Linked DNA regions of Mus musculus: all the other regions are linked to region 4. Evidence: chromatin contacts called from public HiChIP or PLAC-seq and promoter capture Hi-C data. All regions are on one chromosome and are shown on one strand. The core of a region is the stretch at or near the end of the contact, and the rest is flanking DNA. Distances in the headings are between cores, read along the strand shown.

The links. Promoter capture Hi-C pulls out the DNA fragments that hold promoters and counts their contacts. HiChIP or PLAC-seq counts read pairs in DNA pulled down with a chosen protein or histone mark.
Region 1: a contact with region 4 is called in an H3K4me3 HiChIP or PLAC-seq map of embryonic stem cells, with 5 times the contacts expected there. The contact joins the promoter of Lgr6 here to the promoter of Syt2 in region 4. A contact is called at or near these places in 2 of 39 promoter capture datasets (the 3T3-L1 cell line and embryonic stem cells), 1 of 15 datasets of contacts at CTCF or cohesin (stem cell-derived epiblast-like cells), 3 of 484 Hi-C or Micro-C datasets (all in embryonic stem cells), 11 of 115 datasets of contacts at active chromatin or transcription factors (embryonic forebrain, embryonic stem cells, large pre-B cells and 1 more) and 1 of 9 other capture datasets (embryonic stem cells).
Region 2: a contact with region 4 is called in a promoter capture Hi-C map of second pharyngeal arch cranial neural crest. The contact joins the promoter of Cyb5r1 here to the promoter of Syt2 in region 4. A contact is called at or near these places in 2 of 39 promoter capture datasets (cranial neural crest and second pharyngeal arch cranial neural crest) and 2 of 115 datasets of contacts at active chromatin or transcription factors (embryonic stem cells and pancreatic cancer cells).
Region 3: an H3K4me3 HiChIP or PLAC-seq map of pro-B cells shows a contact between it and region 4, with 4 times the contacts expected there. The contact joins the promoter of Ptpn7 here to the promoter of Syt2 in region 4. A contact is called at or near these places in 2 of 39 promoter capture datasets (the 3T3-L1 cell line and stem cell-derived epiblast-like cells), 3 of 484 Hi-C or Micro-C datasets (embryonic fibroblasts, embryonic stem cells and nephron progenitors), 6 of 115 datasets of contacts at active chromatin or transcription factors (embryonic stem cells, pancreatic cancer cells, pro-B cells and 1 more) and 1 of 9 other capture datasets (embryonic stem cells).

What each region holds. Positions count from the first base shown.
Region 1 is chr1:135,103,622-135,107,627 of GRCm38.p6, forward strand. Lgr6 (leucine-rich repeat-containing G protein-coupled receptor 6) reads right to left here and starts at 1,655. Exons shown (of 18, transcript NM_001033409.3): 1 at 1,308-1,655. The coding sequence starts at 1,519.
Region 2 is chr1:134,403,517-134,407,610 of GRCm38.p6, forward strand. It overlaps Cyb5r1 (cytochrome b5 reductase 1), which reads left to right and starts at 2,265. Exons shown (of 9, transcript NM_028057.3): 1 at 2,265-2,537; 2 at 2,797-2,946; 3 at 3,083-3,155; 4 at 3,530-3,636; 5 at 4,058-4,094. The coding sequence starts at 2,523.
Region 3 is chr1:135,130,308-135,134,263 of GRCm38.p6, forward strand. Ptpn7 (protein tyrosine phosphatase, non-receptor type 7) reads left to right here and starts at 2,393. Exons shown (of 10, transcript NM_177081.4): 1 at 2,393-2,483; 2 at 3,443-3,616. The coding sequence starts at 3,495. It also overlaps the pseudogene Ptprv.
Region 4 is chr1:134,707,153-134,711,550 of GRCm38.p6, forward strand. It overlaps Syt2 (synaptotagmin II), which reads left to right and starts at 2,148. Exons shown (of 9, transcript NM_001355726.1): 1 at 2,148-2,272.

The DNA.
Region 1 (4,006 bases), core at 405-2,904, 400 kb after region 4:
ATGGAATTTCTGGGGTGTGATGGCGGTGGGCCCAGACCTGCTGCTCTCTGCTTGGTGCTGGGCACCCTCACAGCTCTGCTGTGAATACCTGTGCCCACCTCTCCCATCACCCCTAGGGGCTGTACAGGACTTGGTTTGTCCTTCTGGAATATGGGTGTTTCTGTTCCCACAACTGTTTCTTTTGGAGTGAAGAAGGATATGGGGGCGGGGAGGTAATCGCGATATGGAAGGAGCCCCACAAGGGGCACTAGTTCAGGATCCCCCACTTTTACCAGGACACCACCCTCTCATCGCACCCTGGCCCCACCAGCTCTATTGCCGAGCCTCTGGGAACAAGCCCGGCTGCCTCTTCCTCAGCGATCCTCAATTCTAGGATCCCAAAGCCGAGAGAGCCTCTCTCAGGCCTGAGGGAGCTCTGGCCAGACTTTCTACCCAGATCTTCCCACCTTCTCTCCTTCTTCTAAGGGATAGCAGGGGAGGCCAGGGGGTTTCCTCTCCCTGCAGCAGGGGTCAGGGCCAAGAGGTCCGGGCTATGCTCCCACCCACTCCTGCCCAGGTAGTGATCAGCTACAGCTTCCGGCTCTCCCGATTCTGAGCCGGCTACCCCCAATAGGGTCCCCTTCGTGCACCACCTCACCCCAACTCAGACTCTAAAAATGGTTCTCTGGTTTTCAGTCTTGAAGCCTGCCCACAAATTAGTGTCTCTAACACAGCCTCCTGGGACAAGACTTCAGGGAGGCCTGGGGAGGGGGTAGGAGACCTCCACACAAGAAGATGGTACTGGCAGAGTCCCTAACTAAGGAGAGGAGAGCTGCGTGGACCCTTCACCAAAGCCCCCTGCCTCAGTGGGGCAGTGCCGCTTCCTGCTGTGGTGGAAGAACCCATTTCATCCCTACCAGGGCAAACTTCCCTCACCTCCTAACAGAGCACTAACTTTTGCCTTCATCAATCCTGGGCAGTGTTCTTCTGAGGAGGACAGCAAAAGAATATACTGTCACACACACACACACACACACACACACACACACACACACACACACCACTTTCTTGCTTGGCGTTCACACTGCACTTCACCAGGTCCCACATTAAGCCCATAGGGGTGGGGGAGAAACACCTGGGAAAGGTAGCAGGGAGGCCTAGGCTCATTTCTTGCCTCAGTTTCCCAAGTTCTAAGACTAGCTTCCCAGTCCTTCACTCTTGGAAAAGGAAGAGCCCTCTTGGGGATGCGCATGTCCAAGGGCACCAAACGAGTGTTTGCGGGGCAGGCGGCCATTACGAATAACAGGTACCAGCAGGTGAGTACTCACAGGTAAGCCGTCAGGGGGTCCAGGTCCGCAGGCACCACTGAGAGCCCGAGCTCGGAGCAGTCAGCGGACAGCATGATGCCGTCCTCCTGGCAGTGGCAGGGAGCCGGGCAGGCGGGACGCCCCGGGCCAGGCTGGGGGTCGCTGCCCGCGCGCGCCGATGCGCACAGCACAGCGCAAAGCCACAGCGCCAGGAGCCCAGGCGGGCTGTGCATCTCGGCGGCGGGCTGCGGGGCACCTGGCGGGCGCTCAGACGGGCGAGCGCACGGAGTTGTGCGCGCGCGGCTCACCTCCTGGTCCCGGGCGGGCCCGAGGGCTGCGCCGTCGGTGGGCAACGCCCCCGCTCGACTTGGCTTGGGCGCGGCGGCGGCAGCGGCGGCGGGACGGTGCAGTCAGAGAGGGGCAGGCATTGTTGAGTGATCTTCGTTATTCAGTTTCACAGGCTGGGCTTGGCGAGGGAGGGAGACACGGGGGTGGGGTGGGGGGGCTGGGAGGAGGAGTCAAGGAAACTTTCTACGCTGTGGCTCGCTCCCCTTCCCTCCTTCCTTCCCAGCTGGCAGGAATTTCATCGGGGGCGTGGGGTAGGAGAGGGGCGGTGAAGAAAGCAAAGAAACCCAAAGAAAGCTAGGAAGGGCCAGCACATCAGAGACCTGCACTTGTTTAGAAAGGGTGCCCCAGAGCTGGGCCTATGGGGTCGAATTCTTTTTGACTTTGGGAACAGCCACAGGGTCTCAAGGGACCAGAGACCATCAGGGGAGAAACAAACAAACAAAAAACAAAACAAAACAAAAAAACAACAACAAAAGAGAGTTCCACAGACTTGAGCCCCACTACCAGATTTTAGGCTGATGGGAAAAGAGACCCGAGAGAAAGAGATGTTCAAGGTCACACGGCAGTTGGGGACAGCCTCAGAACTAGTGCCCAGATCACTCCTTTACACCCATTCCGACCAGGGAAGGAAGAAGGTCTCAAGGAGGAAGGACGTGGTCGCAGGTTGGTAGTAGGAATGAGGAGGGGCCCCCTCATTGAGGAGCCACTCCTCAACACCAAGCAACTGGCGTAGATTCCACCTGATGCACAGGGCATGGAAATGAACTCATGTAGACTATAAGATCTAAGGTCTAGAGATCACCCTGAACCTTGATCTCGGGACCCAGGACAGCAGAGGGGCTGCCCTCCGCACAGCTGGTTGCCAGAGCTTGCCAGCGAGTCGGCTGATTGGCGCCACCTGGAGGCCCAGTACTACAGATGCAGCTCAAGCACCTTAAGGGCCCGATTCCATCTATAATCCATCTATAATCCCAGGACCTTGGAGAGCAAGGGCAATAGTGGCTAAAACTGGAGTCAAGACTCAGCTCTCTTCTTAGGCCAGCCTGGGCTAGCAGTGCTTCCTTCACGTGTCCTTTTGCTTTCTCTGGTCTCCAGATCTTTCCCTGAGCCAAGCCCCAGGATGGAACTAGACCAAGTTGGGAGCAGTTTGATCCCCATGGTCCATGAGGACCACACGGAGGTAGCCAAGATACCCTCCACCTTTTACTTCTATATCCCAAACACTTCATCAACCCCTCTCTATCTTTGCGGACGCCGCAGGGCCCGCAGAGGGGAAGCTGCATAGTCAGACCAAGAAGCCAAAAGAACTGTGCTGTGCTTCCAGGGCTCCAGCCGCAGCTGTGATAGAACTACAAGATGAGCCTGTAAGAAGGTCCCTCCACAGCCACACAGACCTGCAAGCAGAAGCCCCCTCTGTATTTACTCTCGCTTACCCCTTGCCTTCACCTTGGCTCTAACCCCTCATACACACACACACACACACACACACACACACACACACACACACACCATTCATGCTGCTCCAAGTCCCCAGCCAAAGCTGGAAAATCACACTTGGGCCCCTTTCCACCTCTGGAGCAGCCTTCTGAAGTGGGCTTGGGCAACTCAGAGCTGAGTGTCCAGCCTGCCCACAGGATGGAGAGTCACTCTGGGGCCAACCCTTGGACTCCTGAGAAATGCAGTACTGAAGAAAACATTAATGTTCAGTCCTAGGGGGTCACAAGAACCCATTCTCACTTTGGGAAAGCTCCTCGCTAGTAGAAAGCCCCACTTTTTTTTTAAGTACACTTGTCTTGTGTATGGGTATGATTGTAGAGACGGTTCAGTGGTTAAGAGCACTGCTCTTCCAGAGGACACAGGTTCAATTCCCAGCAACCACGTGGCAACTCACAACTGTATCTCCAAGATCTGACACTCTCACACAGACATACATGCAGGCACACACACACACACACACACACACACACACATTTTGTGTAAGGGTAGCATGGGCACATGTGCCATGGCACATGACGTAAGTATGTAACCAGAGACCAATCGGTGGGAGTCCATTCTCTCCATCACCATATGTGTCCCAGAGATTGAGCCCAGGTTATCAGGTTTGGCACCAAGCACTGGTGCCCATTGAGCTTCTGACAGCCCAGCGCCCCCTTTTGTTACTTAGGGTTTTTTTGTTACTTTTGTTTCTTGAGTCAGGATCTCCTGTAGCCCAGGCTAGCCTCACCCTTGCTATGTAGCTAAGGATGATCTTGAGTTCGGATCTTCTTGTCTTTACATCCTGAGTGCTGGGATTCCAGTCATGGGCTACCATGCATAGTCTATGCGCTATTAGGGGATCAAACCCTGGACCGGGATATCATGCATACAAGGCA
Region 2 (4,094 bases), core at 1,015-3,514, 300 kb before region 4:
CAAAGTTAATTCAGAGCACATCCCCCACTTCCCCTAGATCCCTAACCTCAGAAGGATTGCTGGCCTTACAGCTAGTAGAAAAAGCTATTAAAGAGCAATTGTTCACTTAATACATTAGTAAAATGGAAGGACCCCCTGACTAATGAATAGAAGGGTCCAGATCCAGTTCTAATTTGGGGTAGGGACTCAGTTTGTGTTTTTTCACGAGATGAAGATGGAGCGCGGTGGCTGCCAGAGAGATTAATTCGTCAGATGAACACAGATTCTGACTCTTCTGGTAAGTATCATTCTAAAGACTAAAATTCCTTTTGTGCTTAAAATTCAGCTGAGAGCAACAGCTCTCAAAGGTGTTCTCCAGCTACTCTCTGAACCAGCTCCCGACAGGAGGCCGGAGACTAGCCTCAGCTTTACAATTTGCATTTGAATAAAGTACCTAGACTTCCCGGAAAGAAGTTCTGCTTTCCTACTTTCTCACTGTCTTTCAAGATTTTGTCTTTCAAGCAGGTAAATCAACATTCCCGAGGCGGACCAGTGGATGTGCATCCCCGCCCCCCTAGAGCACACAGGTGGCAGCTGTTACCCCCAGTCTCAGGACATTTCCAGCATGTGGCTTTCAGTCTGAGTTAAAAATTTAGGTTTACCTAGAGGGCTAGAAGAGTAGATTTTTCTATATTAATAAAGATTGGTTTTTATTTTGATAGACAGGCTTAGCCCCTTAGCTGACCTCTGGCTTTTCACCCTTGCTGTTACTGCAAGGTGTCCTTAGCTCAATAGGCTGTGGAAAAAACAGGGATGAGGAGGAACGACTTCCAGCTCCTATTTTACCCACAAATCGTGGTGTTATTAACGACATAATTCTTGCTTAGGCTTTGCTAATTCTGAGGTTGATAATTCTCCTTTAGGAGCTGCACAGCACTCAGAACTGTGCATACTGGTTTGTGATTGTACAAATTCAGTATGGGCACCGCTTGGTGCAGAGATACTTACTGCAAGGGAAGGTCCGGCTTGACCATTTCTGAGTTTCCTGTGAGATAAACCCGGTTTGAAAGAGGTTGGTACCAAATTTTGGTTAAAAATAAAAAATATTCTCCGGCTCTACCTCGCCTCCCCAAAAGGTACCAAGAGCCACATGTGTGGGTTTTACCCACGGGAGGAATCGGGTCCATGTCCACCCAAGCCAAGGTTAAAAGCCCACTCATCTACGGATGAGAAAATCATTTGATCACCTCAGTTAAGCGTTGCCTTATTTAACTTAATTAATAGGGGGGAGAGAGATTGGAGACGTACTATTGAAAGGGCAAGCCCTTCACTGCCTCCCACCCAAATAAAAAGGCCAATTGGCCTTGTACTACAAGAGCCGGTCACTCCTTCTCCCTGTTTCCCACCTATCATCCAAAAAAGCGGAGAAATATCAACTTAGTGTTATTATAGTGTATTTCACATTTGTTCAGTCAAACTTAGCCAAAGTTCCAACGCCCTACTTAAAATTCAACTAGAAAGTTACCTACCAAGTACTAATTAGCATTATAAAGTCAGAGCCTACAGCTCCAGGCTTTTCAGTTAGTTGTTCACTAAGATAAGAAAGGACAGTCTTAAGCCAGATACAGTTTACCATAAGAAAGGTTATAGAATCCCAGTGAAGCAAGTTTTTTTTTAGCCCTAGATTCCAGGCAGAACTATTGAGCATAGATAATTTTCCCCCCTCAGGCCAGCTTTTTCTTTTTTTTTTAATTTTGTTAATAAAAGGGAGGAGATGTAGTCTCCCCTCCCCCAGCCTGAAACCTGCTTGCTCGGGGTGGAGCTTCCTGCTCATTCGTTCTACCACGCCCACTGCTGGAACCTGAGGAGCCACACACGTGCACCTTTCTACTGGACCCGAGATTATTCGGCGGGAATCGGGTCCCCTCCCCCTTCCTTCATAACTAGTGTCGCAACAATAAAATTTGAGCCTTGATCAGAGTAACTGTCTTGGCTACATTCTTTTCTCTCGCCACCTAGCCCCTCTTCTCTTCCAGGTTTCCAAAATGCCTTTCCAGGCTAGAACCCAGGTTGTGGTCTGCTGGCCGGACACAACAGCTAGGCATTTCAATTGTCTGGCAAAGTAGCCTGTTTGGGGAAGAAAAAAAAAAAAAAAACAAGAACTTTCATCTGAAAGCTTCCTGTTCTATTTTAAGCCTGTGCGTGGCTCAACATTCCACTCTCCGTGAGACTCTCAGACCGGCGAGATTTCTCATCATGCTAATTAGCCTGGCTCCATGTCAGACAAAACTGTCATCCTTTGGGGTAGGTCTAAGTTGCAGAGAGAAGAAAGCTCTCAAAAGGAGGGCCTGAGACGGCCAAGATACCCACGCCCTTGGACCACCTACTCCGCACGGAAGAGGGGGGGGCATAGTCCCCGCTAGTCCTGCCTCAGTCAGGCCCTCCTCCATAGACCACGCCCCGGAGAGCTCCGCCTCCGGGCCCGCCCCGCGGCGCATTGTGGGATCTTTCCGCCCCACCGGAGCGGGACGCACCTCTAGGTCATGGGGATCCAGCCGGTAAGACCCTCGTTCTGTGCCCTGAGCCCGGGGTCACCGCCTCAGCTGGTTCTGGGCAGTCTGCCCCGCGGGGCTGTGCCATACCCACCTTGGATGCTGGAGTCTCGCTGCACGAGCTGCGGGCTGAGTTCACTGCTCCGCTTGCTTCTGAGGTTTTGGCATGCTTTCTCGCTGGAGCTCAGGATCGCTACTCCTGGTCCTCCACCCACACCCTGGCACTTCCTCAGCGTGGCGATCACGCTTCCTCCTCTATCCACAGAGCCCGGTCTTGCTAGCCTCTCTGGGGGTGGGGCTGCTTACTCTGCTCGGCCTGGCTCTGGGTACCTACTTGGTTCGAAGATCCCGCCGGCCGCAGGTTACTCTCCAGGACCCGGATGAGAAGTACCTGCTGCGATTGCTAGACAAGACGGTAAGTTGTGAAGAAGTGGGCTAGGGCAGAGAGTGGATACTTAGTTTGAGGGATAGCATCGAGAGTGGTTGGATTGCTCCAAAAGACTTGGCAGGCCAGACCTGCCTGATGAAACATCTTGTCATCTATCCTCTAGACAGTGAGCCACAACACCAGGAGGTTCCGCTTTGCCTTGCCCACCGCCCACCACATTCTGGGGCTGCCTGTGGGTAAGAAAAAAGGGAGTGGGCTTCTCTACTTGGCATCGTATGAGGGCGAGTCACTTCTTAGGTGGTTTTCCTGCTAAGAAAAACCATTGCCCTTCTGTCAATCCTTCAGCCCATGAGGGACCACTCTTTTAGGGTGTGGCTTCTGTGCCCCTACGCATCTCTAACCTCCAGGCTTCTCTCTTTCCTTAGGACTTATTATAACCCGCCTCCTATCCCAGAAAACACTAATTTTCCATTATGCAAATCCTCTGCTTACCTGCTGCTGCTAAGGCCCTGGCAGTAGGGAGTTTCAAAGGTGGGAGGAGGCAGGAGATACTGCGGAGGGGTCCTCTCAGTGGGACTGCAGCTTATGTGTCTCTCTCCATGGTTCCCAGGTAAGCACGTCTACCTCTCTGCCCGAATTGATGGCAGTCTGGTCATCAGGCCTTACACCCCTGTCACCAGTGATGAAGACCAAGGCTATGTAGATCTTGTCATCAAGGTAAGTATATAGAAAGGAAATCTCCGAGCTGGGGGGATGGCTGGGTTGTTGAGTAAAGCACTTGCCATCCAAGCCTCAGTTTGGACTCATGTAAAAGTTGAAATCTCAGCATGTCTCTACTGGAAAATGGGAAATGGGTATCTGAGAATTATTAGAAACTCAGAGTTTGGGGGGAAGCTAGCCTTTCGAGAACAAGAAAGATGTGTATGCATACATGTGCATACACACGCAGAGACGCCAAAAGAAAAGGAATCCAAAGACTCTGGGATTTTTAGAAGCTTCCTGGATTCCTCTGACAACAGGAAATGATGAGTCCTTTGTGGGTCTAAGGGAAGGGAGAAAAGATTATGGGTGTAATACGCTCTGATTTGGTTTTCATTACATCTCAAATGTGGCATTTTCTTTCTTTCTGCCTCATCAGGTTTATCTGAAAGGTGTGCACCCCAAATTTCCTGAAG
Region 3 (3,956 bases), core at 1,143-3,642, 420 kb after region 4:
TCTCCACCCCTGGCCAGGGTCTAGGCATGACCGCCATTCTCTGCGCATTTTGAAATGAGGAACTTTGCCCATGCCGGGCTGCTGGGAGTGACTCCTAGACTCTCTCCACTGCCTGAGTGGAACTTCCCAAAAAAAAAAAAAAAAAAAAAAAAAAGATGATGGCTGACTGGAAAAAGGAAGGGGAAGAAGGAAGAGCCTAGACAGACAGACAGACAGACTCAGCCTCCCTTCCACTTCCACCACCAGGTGAGGCTCCCTAGCTCTCAGTTCCAGACTTTCCAAGTGCTGGGGCTGTGGACAAAGTACTTCACAGGGCTCTGTCTTCCTGACAAGAAGGGAGGGAGGGAGGGAGGGAGGGAGGGAGGGAGGGAGGGAGGGAGGGAGGGAGGGAGGGAGGGAGGGAGGGAGGGAGGGAGGGAGGGAGGGAGGGAGGGAGGGAAGGAGGAGGCTGGTGGGGAACCTGAGACTCAGGGAACTTGGCCAAGGTCACATGACCACTAAGTGTCTGCTTGCTCACTAGGCTTCCAAACAGGACTTTACATTCTCTAAAGTGGACAGTACTGGATCCTAATTCCCAGTCAGAAAGACCAATCCCCCCAACCCACCGCCCCCCAGGGATGGGAAGAACAGATAGAAGAGGCAGGAAAGTGAGAAGCCATCTAGAGACCTGGACAGAGCCTCAGAGTCTTGTTTCCTGCCTTGATTGACCCTTTTGCCCCACCAACTTCCTTCCCCATCTCCCAGCCTCCTTTGCTCTTTACCCAAGAGCTCATCTTCCAACTTCTAGAACCCCACCGGGTCCTCACTGTGAGGGTCAAGAGGTGTGCTCACAGCCAGCAGGCTAACACTGTGAACTGAGGATGCTAGGCAGACCGGTGGGGGAGGGCTTTGCCTACTTCCTTCTCCCCGCCCCTGTGGTATCCTCACTTCCTTTTCTTGATCCTAATCAACAGCTGGCCCCAGGGCGGGTGGCTCTCTTTCCACTCTGCTCCCACTCCCTCCACTATCTGCCAGGGCAGACGCTCCTGTGGGGAGGTCCAGGCAGAGCCCAGTCTCCCTGTCCCTGTGCTCGGGTGTGCAGGGATTCCCAGGCTCCTGCTGCTGTCATCTCATCCTGGCATCAGGGCCAACCACTTCCCAACTCCACTGAGCTTCCCCCTCAGGAAATCCCACCTAGTCCTCTCAGGAGAGCAGGCACAGAGAAAAGGGAGCCAGAACCAACCAACCAGCCATGGAGAGGCTGGGAGAACCACCCTCTGACTTACAGCCAAGAACAAAGACAGGTGCCCCAAGCCCTAGGACTTCAAAGGCTCTTCCTGGTCCTCCCCTCCTCCCCGTGGGCCAGAGAAGGGCAGCCCCTCCCCCCCCCTCAGGTGCCATCCCTGTGCTTACTGCACAGCAGCTCTTTTTCGGTGTCACCCGTTTGACAGTTGAATCGGAGAAGTGGGAGGAAGAGAGAGAGGATGTGGAATTCAAGCAGTGGGGCCCAGGAACGCTTTGGGGAACATTACAGAGTGAAGGAGTCTTGCAAGCAAGCATGAACCACGAACCAGTTGGGCTGAGGGCCAGCGAATGGCCTAGCAAAGCCAGGCGGGGGTAGGGGGTGTGTGGAGTTCTAGACTTGGGGACTGCTCCCTTTCCACACCCCAAGCATCCAAGTGGCCCCCTGGTGAAGAGGACCTGGGAAGTCTCTGATGTGAGGGTCACAGCCTTCACCTATCTGTAAGTCTTCAGAGGAGATACAGGGTTCTAAGACACTCCCAGAGGGGTAGTCTGAGGGGCTGCTATGGAAGCCACCCCAGAGTCCTCTCCAGTTAAGCTCTGATACTTGTTCTCTGGTGACAAGCCTATGTCTGCAGGCTGAGGGGCCAGGGAGTTGGAAAGAAGCTTTCCTGCCTAGCCCTGGCCTCTCCTTCCTGTACAGAGCAAGGACTCCTGCCTCCTCTTCCCTGCCACCCCCTATGGCACCTCTGTGACACATCTGCTCTGTTTGGGGGTCTGGGTTTGGCCCTGAATTCCCAGGCTTTGAAGCAACAAAGCTTACAGGGGCAGAAGCTGAGAAGTGGAAATAAGTCTCTAGCCAAGGTCACAACCAGAAGAGCAGCAGAAGGTTCCCCATGGCTATCAAGGAAGAGGTGGGGGTGGGGGACAGCACTTGATGAGGACCCAGAGGAGGAGGCCCGAGGTGGTCAGGGAAGGCCTCATCTCTCGCCGCTTCCCAGAGCCTTGGCATCCAGTGAGGGTGGCGGGACAGCAGCCGCTTGCTCTTAGAGGGCACAGGAAGGATGCACCCGACCCCTGGTGGCAGCTTGTGGCAGGCACAGAAGGGCAGCCCGCAGTTGGGTGTGCGTGGGTGGAAGCCAGGAGGGGCGGAGGGAGGAAGCTGGCTTCCTGAAACCTCTCAGTCCTCAAAGATAGACGGACTGACAGACAGCTGGCAAGAGGCAGCCTGGGGGACATAGCTTCTTCAGTAAGTACTTGAAGTGAGTACAGACATCCTATGGCCCTGGGGTGGGATGGGGGGCTCCAAGGATGGGTTGAAGAAGCATTGAGTTTGGGGCTCCCATGCCTGGCCAGGGCATGAGAAGTGACATATCTGGTGTCCCTGTGACTGGAGGGCTAAGAAGCCACACAGAGTGCCAGGAGAGGAGAGGCTAAAGGCCCCTTCCTGTTGTGGGCAAGTACTGTCCCAGCCACACCTGCATGGGCCCACACTGCTCCCAAAGCTCTGTCCCCATGGGTTAGCGACTCTAACCCCACCACCACGTCACCCATGCCTTAGCTCTGAGAGACAGGGGCTGCCCCCAAAAGGTGATGCCCTCATCACCTCTATGCCCCCTCTCTCTTGTACCCCCAGCTGTAGCCTCACCATGCGCTGGCGCTCTAGGGTTTGATGAGGCCATTTCCTGTGACGGTTGCAGAGGCGGGAGACTGGGGGATGGGAAGGAGGAGGGAGGAAACACCCCTGGGCTACCGCCCTAGACAGAGACCCCAGGAGCCACAACTGATCTTGGAGTGGAACTGCCGACAATGAGAAGACCCTTCTAGAAGTTGGAGCGTGCCTGGATCCCTGACTGGATCCAGTGCTTCTCAAGGCCTCCATTTCTCATTATAGAGAAGCCTGCTAGCTGGCTAGACTCAGAGAGCTGTATGCTTTCTCCCTTTCCTTCTGTGTGGTTAGCAGGCTGTTGGCCTCATGCAGACCCCAGCTTAGAGCCCTGTGGACTTGGGTATCCTCTCTCTTCCTCCTTCTGGATTCCTTCCTATCTTCCCCATACCTGTATTCTCTCTAGTACCTTCCTTCTACTCTAACCCCTAACTGTCCTCTATCCTGCATCCCAACAGAGAGCTGTTGGGCCGCTTGCTTGAGGGAATAGCTGGCTGGCCTGGACTAGAAGCCTTCTTCTAGCTAATGAGGCCTTCGCGGGACCTTGTCTTTCAGGCATGCCTCATGGCTGAATGAGCCTCCCTTGGGCCCAGCAACCTACCCCAGCATGGTCCAGGCCTGTGAGGGGCGCTCCAGAGCACAGCTGCCGACCTTGTCTTTGGGGGCAGACATGACTCAGCCTCCACCCACCAAAGCTCCAGCCAAGAAGCATGTGCGGCTGCAGGAGAGGTGAGATCTTTCACAGGGAGGATCTTCCTAGGCCTGGATCACCGTCCCTTCCCTTCCTTCTTTCCTGTCCAGTTCTAACAACTGAATCCACAAGGCCTGGAAAAACCAAACCAAATAATGCTCATTTGAAGGTTGCTCGCCCATTCCTTGTATGGCAGAGGCACCAAGTTTCTCGTCATCCCTGGTCTGTCTGCTCTCTAAGTTTCAAGTTGTGATGAACAGTCTCTGGGACAAAGCTAGGGGCCTCTGTGGAGTTGGGTGTGCATTGGAGCCTCTGTGTTGGCTTGAGAGTAGGAGAGAGAGACAGCAGGAAGGAGCAGAAGAGCTGCAGGCTGCTCTG
Region 4 (4,398 bases), core at 898-3,397:
ATAGCCTTGTCTTGCTCCGAAGCCTCCAGAGATGGTCTACATGGATTAAGAGATCAAAGTTGTAAGGTTCATTGTTACCACCCCTGCCAGGGAAGGGAGCCAACTATAGATGCCTTTCTCAGAGGACCTGCCCCATCTGCATAGATGCCACCAATAGAAGTCCACTGTCCCTCCACCCCAGGAAGGGACAGGCCCATGGTGGCAGTCTGTGAACATAACAGGTATTTCTAGAAAGTGTGGACATAGCTTTATAGACGGACTCCATCTCTGCCTCAGACCCTCCTGCCTGGCAGCAGTTTTGAGGAAGGCCCAGGGCATCTTCCAATTCATGTGGTAGTGCCCATTTATCCATCCGAGAATCATCACATTTACCCATTCCCATCCTGAAGGTGTGGGTTCTCCTAAGGCAGGATGCTGTTAGGTACGCTTAGCTAAAGGAAATCCTGCAGTCTAACCTGAATGCAACCTACTGAGCCTCCCTCATTGGTGGAAATCAAAGAGGGGTGCTGTTACCCCCGTGGAGGAGCAGGCCCCTTACACTTCTTCAGCCTGCCCACTCACAGGGAGCAGTTCTCAGATCTGGGGGTGGCATGGGCAGGCATGGGTACGGGAAGACTCCTAGTACTACTTATAGTCTGACCTTGAGCTCTTGACCCCAGGCCACCCTTTCTCTCTGGAGAATGAACACCTGGGAACAGCCTTCCCAGCACTGTGGGCAGCCCCTGTCAGATGTCCAGGGACATGCTCCTGCCCAGCCCTGCTGCATGGAATCCCCAGACCAGCTCTTCTGTAGCCTCGGGCCTACAGCAAGCAGTCACCATTCTAAACTGAGTCGCTAGCCCTACAAAAAGCAGCCATGCTGCCTGCCGGAGCATTACAGCCTGTGAGGACTGGGAGGGAAGGAAGAAGGGGTTGATGGTAGTTTAGTAATTTCCTGTCTCTTCCAGGTATGCCCATGGGAAACACAAAACAACAACAACAACAACAACAACAACAACAACAACAACAACAACACACACACACACACACACACACACACACACACACACACACCTCATCACTTCCTGCATCAGGTCTTGAACTTGATTCCTGTTTGAGTGTACAGAACAGGAGGGAAAGAGAAAGAGGTGTTGCCGCAGAGGGTGGAGCAAGCAAGCCAGTCCAGACGAGCAAAGGTGGGCTGGGCTGGGCTGGGTAAGCTGGACACTCCACTTGGGGACTGGGATGCTGAGGTCTTAGCAGCAGGGGAGTTGGGGACCGAGGGTGAGGCGCAAGGGTCAGACCAAGGCACTGGGGATGAGGGGGCACCATAGTTTCAAGCCTCCCTGCCACTCTTACTCAGTGTCCCCACTCAGGGTTTGTGGAAACCCTTGCCCAAGAAGAAGAAAGCAAGATTTGGGGCAAGCAGGAAGGGCTCCAAGATACAACCCTTTTACGGGTAGCTTCCGTGTGTCGTCGCCCCTCCCATAGCTACCTATGGAAAGACCCCACACCCTGTCCTGACTCCACCCTCCAGAGACCTGGTGCAGTGGCCCCCGGACCACTTCCCCTCCTTTCCTCCCTTCGGTGTCCCCCTTTTGTTCCCCCTCCCTTTTTTTCTCTTGACTCAGGAAAGCCTTTAATCTGTATCCCTGAAGCGCGTCACCCCTCTCTCCTCTCCCCTGCGGTTCAGTCAGGCGGAGGTCCCCCTCTCTCATTCCCCTCCCCCAGCCACTCTTGAGCGCCGAGAAGCTCCCGGAAAAGCTTGCAGAAGCGGGGCAGGTGGGGAGTGTTGTAGGAGGGCACTGCGCGCGTGGTGGGGATTCTCCGCAGAGGCAGGGGGGAGCCCCATGCGGTTCCGGGGTCTGAGCCGCCCAGCCTGCAACTTCTGAAATGACCGCATGCGGCTAAACCCCTCTGCCCGGTGACTCCAAGCAGCATCTTCCCGGGGCGGCCCCTTCTCAGCCACCCTCCGCGGACTGTCCTGACTCAAGAACAGGGTGTGGGCTACCAGGACAGGTCCCTGCTCCCCGAGATCCAGGATCTGGATCGGGGATCGCCTCCGAGGGGCCGCACGCGCGTGTGCAGGCGGATGTGAGGCGCATCTCAATTGGCGGGCGGGGGAAGCGGATCAGGTTGTTACTACTGCAGAGCGCGCGAGCGAGGGAGCGGGAGGAGAGCCGCAGCGCTGGCCGGCGCGGGAGTGGGAAGAGGGGACCTGGACTTCGGGGCGGCAGACTCCCGCTGCCTTCTGCACCAGCCCACGCCGAATCGGCTCCCGGACCGTCCCCGGGTAAGAGGGAGCCCAGGCAGGGAGCCCTGCGAGGGCATCCCATGTCCCGCAGTCCCAAGTGAGGCCACACCCAGGACACCAGCAGCTTTCCAGGGCCTGGTGTTGGACCCCTGGGAGGCTGGATCACCAAATGAGACCATGACTTTCAGGGTTCAGCACTTGCTGAGGCATAAACTAAGTGCAGGATCAGCCCTTGGTGAGATCGGGCTCCCGAAATCCACTTCTTTGTCCCGGGGGAGATGTCCTGAATATCCCAGGAACCCCTCCACCTAGACCTGTTCTAGTGCTGAGCACAGGATAGCGCTCTGTACTGGGACAGGGAGCTAGCTAGGGAGCGAGGGCACTCACAGCTCATCCCAGGAAGAGGTGCCCTGGAGGGTGGATGCAGTGGGTGTGTGGTGAGAAGCATGTGCAGAGAGAGAGAGAGAGAGAGAGAGAGAGAGAGAGAGAGAGAGAGAGAGAGAGAGTGGGGGACCCTGCGTGCCCCCGCTGCAGTGAGAATGAGTTGGTGGATCCCATGTGCTCGGAGCTTTGGAGCCCCCTGGCGCAGAGTGGCGCGCAGTGGGGGTGCTGGCACTCCTCGGCCTGGTCTATCCAGACCAGAATCTGCGGACATGTTTTGTGCCCCGTTCTCTCCCGAGAACTTTTTCATTCTCCAACCAGTGCCGTGGCTTTGTGCATTGGAGGGATGGGGGTTTTCAAGGATCCTGGCAAGCGGCCACGGATGGGAGAGTGGGCAGTGGCGCTCTGCTGGTTTGCTGTGTGACCTTGGACCAATGGTGTACCTCTGGGAGTCTCAGTCTGATGTAGGGGAGTGGTGCACCACACAGGAGTGATGGTGGGGAGATGGGGAAGAGGAGGAGGAAGGCCGTCCAGTCCGGTGAACCGAGTCCGTGACTAAGTCTGCCAAGCGTTCCGTGCCTGGGAATTCACTGCCTTTGATTCTTGGCCTCTGCAGAGAGCCCTGTGCACACTTGGAAGGGCAACAGTGTGAGACTCAGAACCTGGAACCTCAGGGGGCATCAGAAGGCATTCTGCCCCTTTGGCTGACCTTGAGTAACTCATTTACTCTCCTAGGCCTTAGTCTCCAGACGTGGAAATGGGGGTTTGGCACATCGAGGATCTGAGTCTTTCCCATCCTGATACCTCCTGTCCCAACTGAAGGGGAAACGGTACAGAAGGCTAGCCCCTGAGTATGTAGTTCCTTATTTAGCCTTCCAAGTGGACTGAGGCCTACAGTCTATTACCTCCATCACTGTTCCTTACAGAGTCTCCAGGCCTGACAGGCCACTGTTAGCCCAGAACTGCCCACCCTCTGCACAGGACATAATTTTCACTGGGGAAGAGGGTCCCTGGGATAGACAGGAGACTCAGAGGCCTCCCAAGGTCATGCTGTCTTCTCTGCTGTCCGCTACCTCAAGAATCCTTCCTTGGTAGAAAGCTCTCTAGTGGGAGCTATACCAGCCCATTGCACAGCCTGGACTGCCTGCATGGAAGACCGAGGTGTTCTTGGGGAGAACCTGTTGGGACTTCAGCTGAGATAAGTCCCTAGCCTGGCGCTGGGTCTCGGGTACTTTAGGAAGACTCCTGGGAAAAGAGGAGAAAGTTAGGCTGAGTCCCAGGCTTCAATTCCCATTTGCACGATCTTATGTGACCTTGGGAAATACCCTTCCTTGCCTTCCTCATCTGTATATGAGGAAAGTCCAGCTGGAGGATGCCCCGGAACCCATTCATCTCTGAAGTCGTATGGCCAGAGGTCAGGATTGGTGCTTGCTGAGTACCAAGAGGGCGCTCTATGGGAGCAGGTGGCCTCTGGAACTCCCAGTGCACGGCCCCTCCTTGCGTCTATCCCCAGAGATGCCTTGAGACATGGTGTGAGAAACAGGGCCCTTTCCCAGGCTCTACACAGCCCTGGAATGAGACCTGGGAGCCCCCATTCTGCCATTCAGTGACCTTGAGTGAGTGCTTTTATATCTTTGAGCTTCAGTGACTTCATTGTCAAAACACAGTGATAAAGGCGGCAGCCTTCTAGTGTTCCTATGGAGATTAAAGAAGAAATGTGTGAAGTGTTTAATACAGCGTGGATTCCACAAGAGCCAGAAGAACCTTGGCCATTATTCATAGTA